Regions from separate parts of the Danio rerio genome. Here region 2 is linked to region 1. Evidence: chromatin contacts called from public HiChIP or PLAC-seq data. All regions are on one chromosome and are shown on one strand. The core of a region is the stretch at or near the end of the contact, and the rest is flanking DNA. Distances in the headings are between cores, read along the strand shown. Region 1 holds the start of slc47a4 (solute carrier family 47 member 4). Region 2 holds the start of si:dkey-243i1.1.

Region 1 (3,578 bases), core at 459-2,958:
CATTGTTATCAATTTCCTGATGAATTTACAGTTATTACAGGCAGCAGTTTACCAGTAACTTACTGTAAATCTATTACAAAAAAAATATGTAACTACATTTACATCACCATTTAAATGGCTGTATATATATTTACAGAACTTTATGCATTTTTTACTGTAAAATATACAGGAATTTTCACAATTCAACTTTAAAATACAGTAATATACTGCATAACCGTCCTACAGTAAAATGCTATTGAATTTACAGTTAAATACTGTGTAATTCACAATAAAAAGTGTGGACTTAAAATGTGGGGTGACATTTAAGGCATTAAAGAACTGTCTAAAATGCTAAATAAGAGTCTGGGGATTAAAATAATAGCAGATTTGCCTCAATATTTACATACACTAAAATCTCGGATGAAAAATTATTTTCAGTCAGAAGTGTACTTTTGCTATTGTTAAATTTACAGCAATATTTTCAAAAGATATTTGATCTTTGGCTTAATTTTTTCCCTAAGTGTGTATAAGTGTCATTACTTGAAATTGATTTTTATACAGTTGAAATCAGAATTATTAAACCTCCTTTGATTTTTTTGTTTTCTTTTTTAAATATTTCCCAAATGATGTTTAACAGAGCAAGGACATTTTCACAGTTTGTCTGATAATACTTTTTCCTCTAGAGAAAGTCTTATTTGTTTTATTTCAGCTAGAATAAAAGCATTTTTAAAATATTTTTTAAAAAACTATTTTAAGGTCAAAATTATTAGCCCCTTTAAGCTAGAAAAGGTAGTTACCCTAACCTGCCTAGTTCATCTCATTAACCTAGTTAAGCCTTAAAAAACATAGAACATAGTCAATATTTAATATTCTAATGGTTTTTGGGGTAAAAGATAAATCTGTAATTTTGGCCCATTTTTGGCTATTGGGAAAAAGTATTTTTGTAAAATAAGACTGTGGTCCAGTATCACATATTTGAAAAGACAACTTATGGCTGATATAGTACGCTTTGTTTTGCAAGAATATGTAGAAATGTTGTGTAACCCATGTGTGCTACTGTGCATCTACTGTAACCCTGCATAAGTTTGTTCTCCTTTCACTCCAACATAAGGGAATTTCATTTGTAACTAATTACACAGTAAAAGTGGACAGATTTGTTGCTGCATTAAACAAAAGTTGAATCAAGTTAACTATTCAAGTGATGTACTGACTTTGTCAATTTTAATGTCAGGTTAAAATCTCTATAACTTAATTATCTTACTAAATTAAGTTAAAATAACATTAAAACTAGCCACACAAGTCAAATTTTTATTATGCACCTTGACTGATTTACTTTGAAAATCTCATAAAAGACATATTTTACTATGGTTTTTGTTGCACGCAAGACTGAAGGCATATCATGTAAGATTACGCAAGCATTTAACAATCAAATATCCAATCACCTGGGATTAATTTGCATTCAAACAGACATGCATGTAGAAAAACTACACACAAACACACAAAGCCACTACATTTCTCTCGTGGCGCTCAGTTTTCACACAGGACAAGCGTAGCATATTATCATGAAGTGAATGCGACTGAAGCCTCACCAGGGGTCCCGTCATGCGCAGGATGTGGTACAGCTCCTCTCGATACACCAGAGGGATGCAACGCCTCATGAAACCACAGCAAAACAGCTTGGCGCTGGGCTCCATTGACAAATTGTCAGTTCCAGGACTGGAGACGTCCATGATCTTCTTCTCAGCGCTGATCCTCCAAGTCACTGTCAGGGGCCCGTGTGTTGCTTCATAGACTGCGAGGGGCCCTTCTACAGCTGTTCGTTCCCCAGGTCCAAATTCAGCACCTTTGAAGGCTTACCGATTAACCGAGGTGAAGACAATGACGCTTTGATTTAATCCACAGGATGGGAGGAGGATGTTTGCAGTCCTGGCAGAAAGTTGCATTGTGGGACGATTGATTGTTTCTTGAGATCAATCAGTTGTTTTCAAGATACAGTTTGAGTTGATTAATGACAGGATGTATGGGATGTAAAAGTACATTAGAGTAATGATAAGTTGTGGATATAGTGAGAAAATGTTAGGGGTGTGTAAAAATGTTAAACTGAATGACATTTTAGAGGGTGTCTGCTGGAAATCATGGTCAAATTGTAAAATTGTAATACAATTATACACTGTAAAAAATGAATCCGTAAAATTTACGGTAAAAAAAACAGCAGCTGTGGTTACCAGTACTTTACCGTTAAAAACACAGTACAAACCGTAAAAGTAATTTCTAATTTTTACAGTAAACTACCGTATTTTATTAATTTATAGAGGTAATATGTCTGTATTTGGAATGACCTACATCTACACATCTTTTGTTACACAGTTAGACACGTTAGCACACCCACATGCAGGTGGTGATGAGAAAGTTACATAATGAGCCAATGCTCATCACAATCAACTTCTCCCACAAGCAGAAAAGAGTATCAGCATATAAAAGGTGCTCAGTGTCATCCACACAGCTACAAAACACCAGTGTGGTAACACGCATAAAATTAAAGACATGAAATAAACATTGTTTATCAACATTAGATGTAACATAAATCTCTAATGTACATAACTGATGGGGAAACAACTAAAAAGATCCATATTAATGTAAACAAAATGCATAAAAATTCATGTGCCATGCAGGGAATTCTAGGAAAGTCAATTTACAATAGTCAATTTTTAAAGTCAAGTTATTCGCCATATATATTAAGGAAACATACCATTAACCAGTTAACGGATTTGTACGGTAGCAGTTTTACAGTTTTTTACCGTAGAAATCACTGCCATTTTTCACAGTGTAGTGTAAAATTGCTTTGCACTTGTTTTTATGTTTGAAAAAAGCTTTTCATTACTCTTTCACACTCACACACATTTGTTTTGTGATTTGTGGGGACATTCGATAGGTTTTCATTCTGTTTATACTGTGTAAACAGCCAGCCTGTTCTCACAAGGAAACGTAAGTATTTTACGGTTTGCAAGTTTAGTGGCTAATTCGTACAAATTCGTACGAGTTCAATTGTATGAAAATGTACGATTTTAAAAAGGAGATGTGGCACCTAACCCCACCGTCATTGGGTGATGAGCAAATCGTACTAAATTGTACGAATTACCCACTAAATAAAAAAGTTCCGAATTGCTGTGAGATTGCGTTTGTATAAATGTTTTTTTTTCTGTCATGCTACCCCAACCTTATTCTTAAACTAAACTCTCACATGAATCTCTGTGCATTTTTAACTTCTGAAAGAAATAAAACACATTCTGTATGAGTTATAAGCCTTTTGAAAAATGGGGACATGGGGAATGCCCTTAAAAGTTACCTTCTCCTTGTAATATTTGTGTCATACCGATGTAATTAAACAAATATGTGTCTTAATATAACATCCACACACATACAGCTATATACAGTTTAAAGCAATATTCACATGAAAAAAATAAAGTTAAAACATAATTGCAATAAAGATGCATGTGAACTCTGGATTAGGTTTGATGATGATTCTCACAAAAATGCATTTTCTGTTTTAAAGAACTGCCAACAGACCATTAAACCAACCTTGACCTGACTGTATAAAA
Region 2 (3,578 bases), core at 641-3,140, 270 kb after region 1:
TTATCATGGTGGTGAAAAGGAGGGTAACAGCTGCTTGACAAAAGCAAAAACTTCATTTTCCTTTGGATCACCATAACCCGAAAAAATGTCAGTGTGCAGTGTTTACAGACCTGCTGTTGTAACACATAGATCATACGAGCGGAACGGGCCGCCTGCTCCTGCCGCCGGATCTCTATCCTCTGCTTCTCATTAGGCTCCAAAGCCTCCACCACACATTCTGCAGAAAACACCACGTCAAAAGCAAAAATAAATAAATAAAATAATAAGAATAATAATTGTTATACATAAAGATTTATGTAATTATGTACATTTAACATTTAAATATAGATTTTTTTCACGTGTTATTAATAATAATGAAAATACCTTTATTAGCCAACTGCTCTACCCTTTGAACATACGTGCTCAGTTCCTTCTGTAATTTCCGAATCTCTTGTGTGAGTTGAGGTTCACTGCTGTTGACTATAGTGTTTTTAATGGGTGTTTGAGTCTGTTTAATTGGGCTGTTGGGCTTCTGAGGAGTATAAACAAGCACATGAGCGCCAGTTTTTATTTGCTTCCTTGTACCAGCCATCTTTGGGGAAACCACACGAGGAACGTTATCTGTGTTGGTTCTTTCAGGGATAATAATCTCCTGTGTTTCTTCTTGTTCGAGGGATGAACGGTTGATGGATTCCTGCCGTTTTCTTTGCAGATCTCTCTTGGCGAGTCTGACAGCAGCCTGCAGGCGCTCTTCTGACAGGACTGAGAGCCGTAAGGAGCTGCTGCAGCTTTCCATATCATCCTGCCTCTCTGTATGGGGGAGAAGTTTCTCTATCACGATGGGAGAAGGGGGTCCCACTCGGGTGGCTCGGTTCAGGACACTGGGTAACACTGCACTATTGAACTGAAGCTGTGATAACAAGATGAGAATGAAAGAGAGGCTGATTTATTAATATCAGCATCTTGTGGAGTATATTCTACAGTTGCAGTTAAACACACTAATCAACATTTGAAGTGGATCAAAAACTTTCACAATTGTCCTAACAAAAGAAATTGAGGTAAAGTTGCTTTTATATTTGCACATTCAGACCTTCTCCTTGACAATATAATGTCAGAAAAGTATTCTTTGCTAACTCTAAATAGGGAAATCATAGTAACTTAACAGCTAATGACTATCAAAGAACAGCACTGTTCACAGTCAATTAAAAAGTGCTAATATTGTTTTGAAGACACACTTACATGCGATTTCAGACCGTATAATCAAAGTAACGTTAGCGAGGTAAACTAAAACCAACTTTACCTCAATGTGGCAAGAATGGGTGGTGTGTTCGTTAGGTTTAGGAGCATTTTAATGACAGGCTTTGATCCTCTTCAGATGTAGACTAACAGTTACTGCATACAGTACGTTAAAGTGCATGCAGTGTTTATTAGCAAATGTAAAGTTATAATAAACTTGTACTTTGTGAAATTTGTAAGCAAGTTACCTGTGTTTGCAGACCAGCAATCTGAGACACAGAAGAGCCTTTTTTAATCCATTGACGGTTCAAAGAGCCCAGATCGGCAGTTGTCATAGTAGAAGCCCTATGGAAATCAGAAATCATCCTAATGAAATCTTCTTTTGTGTACTGTATTGATAGAAGTAAGTCATTCGGCTAGTTGCAAATCCAATTTGAGTAATCCTCCTCAGAGTAGCTTAACTGATTCTCTACTGACGGATACGATCGATTACAGAAAAAGCGATTGATCTATCCCATATAAACCCATAGTTAACAGGCCAACGACAAATAAATCCGTGGTGAATTTTACCATGACGACACGTTAGTTGAGAAGAAATTATATAAATTGGAGATTTGTGTGTAGGTGTTAGGCGGTTTAAAACACCGCCATGACAACAAAACACTTCTTCGTGATTGACGGTCTGCGGTTACAAGTAAGTTCAGGCGGGCTGTCGCCCTCTTTCGGTTTGAGTTGCTACTTGCACTTCGGTGTTACATGAGTAAACCAGAGGTTGAATTTGTTAAAATATATTTTGGATTAAGAAAGGGTGGGGTGATATTTTAGCAAAAAAAAAAAAAAAAAAAAAAAAAAAAAAAATATATATATATATATATATATATATATATATATATATATATATATATATATATATATATATATATATATATATATATATATATATATATATATATATATATATATATATATATATATATCCTGAGACTTTTTTTCTGTGATTTCCTACATCCTTTGGGTAAAAACAATCTACAATTTAGAGTTTTTACATTTTGTTTTTATTTTGAATATTTTACAGCACTGTAGTGGACCACAGAACCATTTTAATTCGAAACGACCACCACTCAGATAACAAAACTGTACGGGATATAGCTGTAAAGGAATATTAATCCAATATTAATGTAACAAAAACAACACAAAAGCCATGTTTCCCTTTTGTATTGAAATTTCTGAAACAGTTTAGTCTGAAAGAGAGCCAAACTCAAAAAAGAAGAAAAAGAAGTGATGTTAATCCAAAACAAATTCAATATAAAAGTGATCTAAAACTGATTTTTATTCTCTAATGGTCTCTAATTCTTTAATTGTCTAATTGTCAGACTCTAAATCAGATTCTCCCTCTATCTTATGAACAATCCTCTCTGCTTCAGTTCTGCCCCCTACAACATGCAGTCATTAATTACATTAAGATGGACCTGGTGTCCACTGTAGTGGACATTTAAAAAAGGATGATATTTTGAAACACAAACAAGTTAACAGCTTTGAAAGCTAAATGTATTGTTCCTGACACTTTAATAGACAAAAATATACGTGATAATAATAAAACATTTAAAAAGCTACATTTTTACATACCTCTCTCCTTCCCACAAAATGTGCGCAATTTCCACCACAGAGGACACAAATCAATGGGCGGGGTCTCAGAATATATATATATATATATATATATATATATATATATATATATATATATATATATATATATATATATATATATATATATATATATACATATCTTTTTTTAATACAAATATTTCATTTAACGAATCATTCAAATATTTTCTTTAGTGATTAAAAAGTGAAAGTTAAATTTAGTATTTTAGCATTGTGTTGCTAAAGGGGAAAATAGCTTTTTGTTGTTTTGTAAATAAATGAAATTGAAGAAAATTTACATTTTTTTAATTGAATTAAATTTAAGAAAATGTAACATTTTTGCTTTACTTCTAAATTTTAAATTGTTAATCTATTCGTGGTTCTTTTTTTTAAAGAGAAAATATCTATTTATTTATACAAATTATTCAGACTACTGTGAGATTCAATTTTAAAGTCATCATTGATTTTAAGCTTGAAAAGTTATGAAAATGTACAAATTAAAAATGTATCATTTTGCTGGTGAATACAATGGAAGTTCTATGAACACGATAACATGCATCAAAGAAATACGTGTAATACAGCTATATATTTTTTTCATCTGTACATATTGTACTTGTTTAATATATATATATATATATATATATATATATATATATATATATATATATATTTATAGTCTTTGCACCAATTTGTTCATATATATATATATACAGTTGAAG

What was found. HiChIP or PLAC-seq counts read pairs in DNA pulled down with a chosen protein or histone mark.
Region 2: a contact with region 1 is called in an H3K4me3 HiChIP or PLAC-seq map of embryo, with 2.9 times the contacts expected there. The contact joins the promoter of si:dkey-243i1.1 here to the promoter of slc47a4 in region 1. A contact is called at or near these places in 3 of 18 Hi-C or Micro-C datasets (caudal fin, hematopoietic stem cells and an unstated tissue) and 2 of 4 datasets of contacts at active chromatin or transcription factors (caudal fin and embryo).

Annotation. Positions count from the first base shown.
Region 1 is chr15:29,115,176-29,118,753 of GRCz12tu, forward strand. slc47a4 (solute carrier family 47 member 4) reads right to left here and starts at 1,709. Exons shown (of 17, transcript NM_001302254.1): 1 at 1,569-1,709. The coding sequence starts at 1,709.
Region 2 is chr15:29,382,419-29,385,996 of GRCz12tu, forward strand. It overlaps si:dkey-243i1.1, which reads right to left and starts at 1,891. Exons shown (of 18, transcript XM_073923780.1): 1 at 1,786-1,891; 2 at 1,464-1,560; 3 at 364-889; 4 at 111-217. The coding sequence starts at 1,550.